Regions from separate parts of the Salmo salar genome. Here region 2 is linked to region 1. A link is a contact called in public Hi-C data. All regions are on one chromosome and are shown on one strand. The core of a region is the stretch at or near the end of the contact, and the rest is flanking DNA. Distances in the headings are between cores, read along the strand shown. Region 1 overlaps LOC106567073 (grainyhead-like protein 1 homolog). Region 2 holds the start of LOC106567335 (zinc finger protein 395).

Region 1 (4,741 bases), core at 1,571-4,070:
AAACCGCGTCAACATTTGAGAAAGGCTGCTCCTACTCTGCCTTGTTTCATTTCCTCCTTCTGAGTAAACTGTGTGCCTAAGTTATTAAATCCTCAGGGGACTCAGCGAGAGAAGGTAAAGCATCTTTCACACACACACACGCACACACACACACACACACACACACACACACACACACACACACACACACACACACACACACACACACACACACACACACACACACACACACACACGCACACGCACACGCACACACGCGCGCACACACACAACCATCCTTAGTGTGACACCTTACACCCAACTCATCTGTGGTTCTAACAAACAGACAGTGCATAGACACAGGTGATTATACACAGTACAAACACAAGGATGGAAGTCCTCGGGTCCTATGGACACAGGCCGCAGGTCATGAGATGAAAAGATCCACACCCTGGTTATATGTATGCATGTGTGTGTGTGTGTGTGTGTGTGTGTCCCTCAGTGAAAACCAACGAGCAAGGAGATGGAAGGGATAGATGAACTGTCTATCTGGTAGTTTGTTTGTGCATCCCAGGCTAACAGACCAACAGTCAACAGTAGCAGTGTCATAGCACCCCATGAACATAAAGTGCTAGCTAAAGCGTCTGTGAGATTGTCTGTTGACGCCATCCCTCACAACCCAACAAACTGGTCAGGGACGGTGGATTATGTCTGTCACCTCGTACCCGGTCGGACGGGATTCCATCGCTAGCTGTCAAATCCAGTTCTGCCCCCCTGCTGCGTTTCCTCATTCCAACTCCCATTGTTAGGCAGTAGGCAAGCCCTAGATCCTTAGGCCTCCCTTGTATGTGCATCACTTTAGCTCAGCAATTGGGGTGACATGTAGAACGAGTTTAGAATGTGGCCTCGACGGCAGACAAACACCTACGCATGTACCTATTCACTATGGTCTCTAAGCAACCAAAGGACCCAAAACACTGGAAAAACTCCCCTTACTCCCCAAGGGCCAATAAATGTCTTTATTTTTCGATCAAAACTCGAAGGACAACTTTCCATAATAGGCATCTAGAAGAAAACAAAGGACAAAGCGTGTGACGATCGCTTGCTGACAAATTGGTTTGCATCACCTGACACCTTTTCTGTGATGGCCAAAACACATCCTAACCTTCAGAGCAAGGGAAGGCAGTCTATTTTTGGAAGAATCTTCAGCCACATTTACACAGAATGTTGATGAGGAAGTTGTGATCAGATGAACCGAATCCTCCAGAAACACTTGGCATCATCACGTGTTCTAGGGAAAAACAACTAGGCTTACAACTATCTTTCCATCTCTCTTCACCTTTTTCTCTGATTCCTCATACCAAAAGGTATGTTTCCTATACCTCACCTTAGCCTCCTCATTGATGTCCCAGGTGAAGGAGATGGCGTTGTAGGAGATCTCCTCAATGTTGCTGATTGTGTTGAAGCTCTCTTTGTAGTCAGCTGGGAACCATGGAACACATAACGGACTGTTAGTACAGTTAGCACTGACAGAAGACGTTCAATGAAGAGAGGGTGCTAAGATAAGCGCGGCGGTGGCTAAGTTATGAAACTAAGTATGGAGAGGTGAAAGGCTATTTTATTAGTATTATTATTATCATTATTAGGACTGGGCTGAATGAAAGGTTTTAGGAGCCTTGCATAAGAATGAAGTGAAGGTCAGTAGCTTGTATTAGATACAACCATTGAGAATGTGCTCCCACCCTGGTGAGGTCCCATCCCACATCTTAGATGTTTGATAAACAAACAAGCTTTTTGTCCTCAAAAGGTGCGGCTTAAAAAGCTTGCTCCGTGGTATTGGTCTCGTAGTCTTGCGTTGTTGTACTACCAAGTCTAATCCTTCAGAAAATGTTTTCACTATGCCATTTTTTGGAAATTGAGGTGCTTGTCTCCAAACTTTACATTCTGACTAATCCCATCAAAGTCCCTTATTAGGCCTATACCCCTATGCCAGAAACCACACTGCTTTAGTAGAGCACTTCTACGTTGCTGACTGACTACTTTTAATCAAAAGCAAGCAGGTTGTCTCAATGGTCACCTTTCGCCCACAGTCCTTCCATCAAAGTCAGACTGCAAGTGAGACAATACACTTTCCTCTGTCAAGCCAAACTAAGTTCTCCTTTCACAGTGTGTGCGTGCAGAGTAAGATTGATCAGTCTACCTCCAGAGAATTAAGCTGCTGTATTGTCCCGACAGGGAGCCACCATGAAGCTCAGTTGACACAGGTATCATTAACAAATAGGCAGTGGTGGAAAAAGTACCCAATTGTCATACTTGAGTGAAAGTATAGATACCTTAATAGAAAACGATTCAAGCAAAAGTCACCCAGTAAAATATTACTTGAGTAAAAGTCTAAAAGTATTTGGTTTTAAATATACTTAAGTATCAAATGTAAATGTAATTGCTAAAATATACTTAAGTATCAAAAGTAAAAGTATAAATAATTTCAAATCCTTTATACTAAACAAACCAGACAGCACATTTACGGATAGCCAGGGGCACACTCCAACACTCACACATAATTTACAAACTAAGCATTTGTGTTTAGAGAGTCTGCCAGATCAGAGGCAGTAGGAATGACTAGGGATGTTTTCTTGATAAGTGCGTGAATTTGACAATTTTTCTGTCCTGCTAAGCATTCCAAATGTAACGAATACTTTTGGGTGTCAGGGAAAATGTATGGAGTAAAAAGTACATTCATTTATTTAGGAATGTAGTGAAGTAAAAGTAAATAGGACAACTGGCCTTGTCCCATATCCACCCTCATTATCACCCTCCTTCATCCAATCATGTGTATTGTTCTAATGAGGTTTGTTAAGGTTCAACCAATCAGATCCAGGATCATTTTTCCCTTTTAGAATAAGAGTATATGGACAAGGGGGACGTGCTCATCCTAGATCTCATACTAAGTTATTTACTTAAGGTGGCATAGAGGTTTTGGCTCGTTGGGTGGGTCTGTCTGCCTGGCTCCTTGGCTAGCTGGATTCTTCTCCTTCTAGGTCATGAGAGTTGAGCTGAGACAGAGACAGCATGTGACACGGGGGAGGAGATGGAGGGTGACTGTTGCACAACAACTCAGGGAACAACAGTGACTCGTGACAGTGCAGGATGGTATGGTAAGAAGAGTGTCAGGTAAATATGATGAAATGTATTCGGAACCATTCAGGCAGTACTTCGGGTGACTTTATGTGACATAAAAACTATGGCCTGATTTAATAAGCGTTTGTAATGTGAAGTTTGCACCTGTTATTTCCCCAGATGTAATAAAACATTTAAGGTTGATGAACAATCTTAAAGGGTAAATCAACTCATGTTTTAGCTAGTTTTTTGTCTTTCCTCGCTTTAGATAATAACAGTTGAAAACTTGTACTAACTTGTGCTTTGCACCGTAAATTAGGCATTTCATGTCTTGGTGTAGCGTCTCCTTCAAGAGTTTGTGAGGACTAGTGTTCCATGTAGGTTCCAGTAGCATAGGCTCTTACCAATATCAAGACACCTCTGCTTGGCTGTGTGCTGTCTGGAGTGCCAGTACTTCCAGTGCTTCAGCTGGTCGTCTCTGCACTTCTCCTCTCCAAACACCACCATCACCACACTCTGAAATGGTGCACACAACCCCAGGGCCATCAATCATGCTAGCTTAACTGACACATTCCACTTAACAAGTTCCTACTTGTTAGTACATTAGCTACTATTAGCATAATAGCTACCAACTAGCATAAGATTTCTCTGTTTATTCTGTCAAAAAATGTATCGTTAACATGAGAGACCTAGCCAAATTATCTGCACATATTTAGTTACAGACAAGGACCAATCTAAAAGTTTTCTGTTATTGACAATGAACTACTGTAGAACAACTAACTAGCTTGGTGGTGTGGTCTTACCCTGACTTTGCTGATGGGGTGCTGCAGCTTGCTGTTGTCTATCTCCCTGAGGCTGATGGGGTAGAACTGTCCCTTGTTCAGGTACGTCATGGTACCGTCACCTGTCTTCTGACGCAGCGACTTGGAAGCATCCAGGGTGTACTCAAAATTATTCCTAATCAGGAAATAAATATTAGTGACAAAACCACAGTAGGCTACATTTGTATTTTCCTTTAGGGAAAGAGGAGCCTGAAATCTAGACCTGCTTTGTGCTGACATTCCACTCCTTGTACTCCGTGTCATATGTTTGGCACAAAACAGGCCTGGATTTCAGGCTAGGGAAAGAGTAGGCATAGAGATGGAAAAAGTGATGTATCTAGTATTCAGCTGATGTTTGTCTGGTATCTATCTTTATTCTAAACCATCTAGATGTGTTTTCAGTATTTATGAATATACCGTATGCAAATATTGATAACCTATATTTTCCACATGTGAAATACATTGCAAATGTCACCCCTTGATTAAGACCACCCTCATCAGTCCCTTCCCATTGGCTTGATTGTGACCCCGAATCCTCGTAGTGTCACTGAGTCCCTGATAACATTACGTTTGGCATTGTAGCTTTTAAACTGAGGGAATCTGCTGACCCCCAGGTGACTGTAGTGAATGAGGTTATTCTCCTATCAGGGGCTGAATGGCAGGGTGCGAGCGACAGCGGGCAGGCGCCGGGCTGGAGGGCTTACCCCGGCATGGTGTCAAACACGCTGTATTCCTCTGCCGAGATGGAGGCCATGCGTAACTGGAGATCCCCTGGGAAGGAGAACACCTGTGGCACACAAAGAGGACAGAGAAGTGGGGAGAGA
Region 2 (5,174 bases), core at 2,316-4,815, 67 kb before region 1:
CACTTGCCCCCTGTGGGAATCAAACCCACAACCCTGGCATTGCAAGCGCCATGCTCTACCACCTGAGCCACAAGGTTTGCCTTGACCTTTACAGAAATCTGGTTGCTGGTTAAACCTCCTAACCACAGAGCTAAAGTTAGCTGACATTCAACATCCCAATAGAATGTGTAGGCCTACCTTAAGATAATATAACTATTACACAACAGTAGCCTGTGAATAGAATCTTCAAACCAGAAATATATTGATTCCAAAAGAGTGCCCTAACTAATGACTCTTCATTTGTTAAAGTTGTTCCAAGTTACATGTTCAAAAATAAACGATTATGACAAAATGCTTTGTATTTACCCTGCACAGGAAATGCGATAGAGGCAGGGCTTCAATAATAGTCTCCAATAATTTGAGGTGTGGGATTCTCCAAAAACATTCTCTCAATAATGAATTAACTCTTCTCCTGCAAAGCGATTCTACCATCAATCACCCTGCCGGTCTCACATCGTCAATAGAAACATTCCGATGGGCATCAGTATATGGACGTCATCATGATAACTGATGCAATTCTGGAAACCAGAGAGCAAGACACAGTGAGTCACCCCTTCTAGAAATTATAGAAGAACAATTTACAGTTGGGAAAGATTTGGGGTGGACCAGATTTGCTCTGTTGAGTGGTCACGGTCCATCATATCCTGTAATACCGATTAAAAGCACATCAAAGAGAGAAGGAGGAGAGTGTGTGTGTGTGTGTGTGTGTGTGTGTGTGTGTGTGTGTGTGCATAAGCAACAACAACGCCACCAGAGAAGCCAAAGGCTGAGTATGAGAGAGAGAAGGGGCAGGTAAGGTTCTCTCCATTCCCTCCTTGATTCCAGTAATGTTTGACTCACTGGTGTAATGGTGAACCAACCTGATGGTAAGAGAATTTCCTTTGATTTCACAACATTGGCCGTCTGTGTAACAGTAGCTCGCTGCTGTACGTAGAGGCATACAATAGCCACCAGTCACAGGTGGCACTGTAACTCTATTCCAGGAATACAGGGAAAAATAACACGTCCTATAAGGGAAAAGGGGATACCTAGTCAGTTGCACAACTGAATGCAATTCAGACAAACCATCAAACAGGCAAAGCGTCAATACAGGACTAAGATTGAATCCTACTACACCGGCGCTGACGGATATGGCAGGGCTTGCAAACTATTACAGACTACAAAGATAAACCCAGCCACGAGCCTACCAGATGGGCTAAATGCCTTTTATGCTCGCGTCGAGGAAAGCAACACTGAAGCATGCATGAGCACAAAAGCTGTTCTGGATGACTGTGTGATCACGCTCTCCGTAGCCGATGTGAGCAAGACCTTTAAACAGGTCAACATTCACAAGGCAGGGCCAGATAGATTACCAGATGGAAACAGGATGCAATGGAGCTCAATTTTGAGTCTCATAACAAAGGGTCTGAATACCTATGTAAATAAGACGTGTTGTTTTGTTGTTGACATTTGCAAAGATTTCTAAATACCTATTTGGGGTTTGTCATTACAGGGTATTGTGTGTAGATGGATTAAAATAAATTAAAAAAAAGCGTAATCAATTTTAGAATAAGGCTGTAACGTAACAAAATGTGGAAAAAGTCAAGGGGTCTGAATACTTCCCGAATGCACTGTATTTTACACACATGCCTTTTATTTTCCTCCATAAGTAAAAGCAGGAAATGCATCACCCATGTCTCTTCTGCCATTCATTCCTATATAGCACCACAGTGGAGGTGTCATAATACCCATAAAACCTAGTGGTCAAACAGGGAAGTGGTTCTAATCATTTTTCCACCATTAATTTTTCCCATAGGAGATTTTAGAAACACATAAAATAAGAACTGTATTTCGTATAAGCTTACCCTGGCGTGCTGTTTTGATAACCATGTAAATCTCCCTCGGACAAGGTGACAAATATATTTGACTGTATTTACTCTCAGATTCAAAAATGCTAATTAGCTTAAAAATAGACATCACGCAAAACTACAAATCCCTGCAAGCTCCTGCACCTCATCTCCAGCTGACACCTTTGCTAACAGGTATTGTGTCTATTTAAAACTTGCACAAGACTGTTCACAGAATTGTCAATTTAAAAGAAATGTAGCCAATGTATTTATTACTACATTTAGCTAACATTAGAGATTCTTACCTTTGCCTCGATTGGCAGTCTAGTCCAGATCATCATGGCATTTGTAGTTCTTTATGATAGCCACAATAGCAGATAATTAGCCTTTCATTTTGGGGGGGTAAATACAGGCAAATATTGATCAAAATCACATTGTCCTAGAGATTTACACGGTTATCAAAACATCACGCCAGGGTAATTCTACACAAAACACAGCCCTTATTTTAAGTGTTTCTAAAATCCACTATGGGAAATATGAATGGTGGGGAAACGATTGGAACCATTTCCCTGTTTGACCACTAGGTTATGGGTATTGTGACTCACTGAGACTGGTTTGGATTTCTCCCTGACCAAAATAGCTGCCATTCTCAGAACATTCTAGAACTTGAGGGTCTATGACATAGCTGTCCACCCCCTTATCGGTGGAAAGTAGTATAACCACGCATGCCCGCACTAAAACTGTCAATTTCTCTTTCCAAAAATAAACCATGAAAACACTATCATTGCAGTAAGATGATCACTACGACACTGAATGTAGATAATTTAGTGTAATGCATAATTTATTTTTAATTCGTTTGATTTTTTTTCTTCTTATGTTTACTCGTTTCCCAATAATAGGATAATGTTGGATGTTGTTTTAAAATAAATTAGTTCTATAAGGTTGTCACAAAGGATCTATGCACACAAGAGATTTTAGGATGCAAAGCATCACGTTTACAGCCTATATTCTGCAGCTCATGCTTTGTAATAAAAATGTAATATAAGGCATTGATTGCTTCATTGAACATTTACTGATAGCCCACAAATAACAAGCGTCTGCATTGACTGGGTCCTAATATTATTTGCAACTTCACAGTTGATAAACATGGTCATATAAAAAGTAGCCTCAATGCATTTTGCAGCGATAAGAACATGTTTTTTTCTTCATGTTTACAATACAAATATGCACTTAAAATCCAAACCTTATGCACTGCATAAAGAATCTACTAACATGTTGAAAAGCATGCATCCTAAACAGCACTTTTCCTTGAGAACCCCAGCAAAGTTCCAATGGGTAGAGTGCACTTACCTCTGCCAATATTCAACACACCAGCTTCCTTAAAGCTCGCTTTAACCGGCTGTAACTTGAAATGCTGTTTTCCCTGCCTGAAAAAGGGTTGTATGCTGGTTATATCCAAACCCGGTATGGATTAAGGGGCAGGATTGGAGCTTTTCTTCTGCGAAAACATTATCAAGTAAATACCATACATACACGGTACTCGGACGTAAATAACCGTCTACTTTACATATTTGACTCAACTGAATAGATACATCAGTGGCAGTTAAACAGTTTTAGCGTGAAAATATAGCTGTAGGTGTCGAGTATTGTTAAAAGGGAATGAAAAACACGTCCGGGTTTTCTTAAATCTGTTTTCAGCGGGTTTTCAGGTCTTGTAGTAAACAAGATAACCATGTGGTAAGGATGTCAGCGTTCATTGGTCAAACCCTGTTTTTCTAGACACACGCCCCACAAAGCTCACTTGTTTACAGTAGCTTGGATTCGGGCTTGCTTGAGTGGAGCTCACAGTGGACGGACAGTAACTCAACTGGGTTACATTGTTGCATGCATGCTGCAGAAAGCAAACAGCTACATTGAAAGTTGCAACATTGCTCATCATTTCAGTGCAAGTTTAGAACTTTGTCACATTGCTTCAGTGCAAGTTTGTCATAGGCTACGATAGGGAATTTGGTGAAGTTCGAAATGAATTAATATTATAATAAATATGTTATATACTGTTTTTTATATTAGGCCTATTTTTGCCATTTCATACCCATCTGCAACATTAACAATGTTGCTACTGTAATGTAACAGCTCCATTCTAATCTCACAATGAACCAGTGTTTGACTAAACCAGTCAGATGAGATTTGCTGTGTGACTTACACAGTAGCCTATGCAATCCACACTGCCTTTGTTTACACTAATTATAAGGTGTTGGCTCTCCTTTGGTGAGGTGAAAAACAACAGGTATGTGGATGGCTTGTGTGGGCAGGGAGTCCCCTATACAGCATTTTACATCAGTGGTTCTCAAACATTTCCTCAGGGACCCCTGACATTTCACTATTTTGTTTTAGCCCTGAACTAGCTCACCTGGTTAATTTCATTAAGGTCTTGGTGATTAGTTGACAAATTTAATCATGTGTGCTAGCTCTAGAATAGAGTAGATCAAATACATGGAAGGGCTGAGGGTCCCCAAGGAGATGTTTGAGATCCACTGGTGTACATAAAATAGATCAGTGGTTTCTTAAACCTCTCCTCAGGGACCCAAAGCCATTCCCTGTATTTTATCTCTTCCAGAACTTGCACACCTGATTCAACTTGCCAACTAATCATCAGCCCTAGGTGAATCACAAGCATTACACTACACTCGCATTAACATCTGCTAACCATGTGTAGGTAGATGAATAACATTTGATTTGAATCGGGTGAGCTAGGACTACAACAGAGAGGAAGAGGCAAAGCAAGAGGATTTACTCCCCCCAAAATCTGTATGTGTGAGATAAGCCCCTTTTGTATGGATGTCTATGAGAAAGTGTAGAGATAGGTGGGTCTTATTTGATCTAATACAAGTTTCTTCATATTACACATTTAGACTACTGATATAAGTGGAGGCACGTGGCATTCCCGCAAATTTGAGAATCATTACTTTGTTGTGCCTGCTGTTCAAACACATATCTGCCCTCTCATTCAATAGAATGGTCCCGCCTGATATCGCCTCGTCTCGCGACATGCATTTATATTGTTAGAGCGGTCACTTCACTATCTTGTCAATATAATCGAAAATCTTTGGCTTCAACACAATTGTGAAACGTCTGGGGGTCCCCGATGAGAGGTTTGAGAACCACATAGATAGTGTGCAGCTATAAAGATGAAGGGCCAGGGACGCTGTTTTAATCAAAACATTTTCACAGTCCGTGAATATTGGCGAGAGGAGATGTGACGACGTCCCCATGCCGTTGCAGAATACCGATTTTAGCCTAAGCCGTCTG

Evidence for each region. Hi-C and Micro-C count contacts between places; a contact is called where the count stands out from the background.
Region 2: a contact with region 1 is called in a Hi-C map of gill, with 2.6 times the contacts expected there. The contact joins the promoter of LOC106567335 here to the enhancer-like site in region 1. A contact is called at or near these places in 2 of 3 Hi-C or Micro-C datasets (gill and muscle).

What each region holds. Positions count from the first base shown.
Region 1 is chrssa01:16,632,325-16,637,065 of Ssal_v3.1, reverse strand. LOC106567073 (grainyhead-like protein 1 homolog) reads right to left here. Exons shown (of 15, transcript XM_014135981.2): 5 at 4,622-4,704; 6 at 3,900-4,053; 7 at 3,501-3,612; 8 at 1,367-1,461. Among protein-coding and RNA genes, the nearest start is that of LOC106567073, 9.9 kb to the right of the region's middle. Within about 2 kb of position 2,820, at least 1 of the 13 cell types and tissues checked has an H3K27ac peak or open chromatin away from gene starts, as enhancers often do. A contact at or near this core is called in gill, where this site is marked.
Region 2 is chrssa01:16,700,045-16,705,218 of Ssal_v3.1, reverse strand. It overlaps LOC106567335 (zinc finger protein 395), which reads right to left and starts at 3,565. Exons shown (of 11, transcript XR_001320123.2): 1 at 3,216-3,565; 2 at 900-1,046.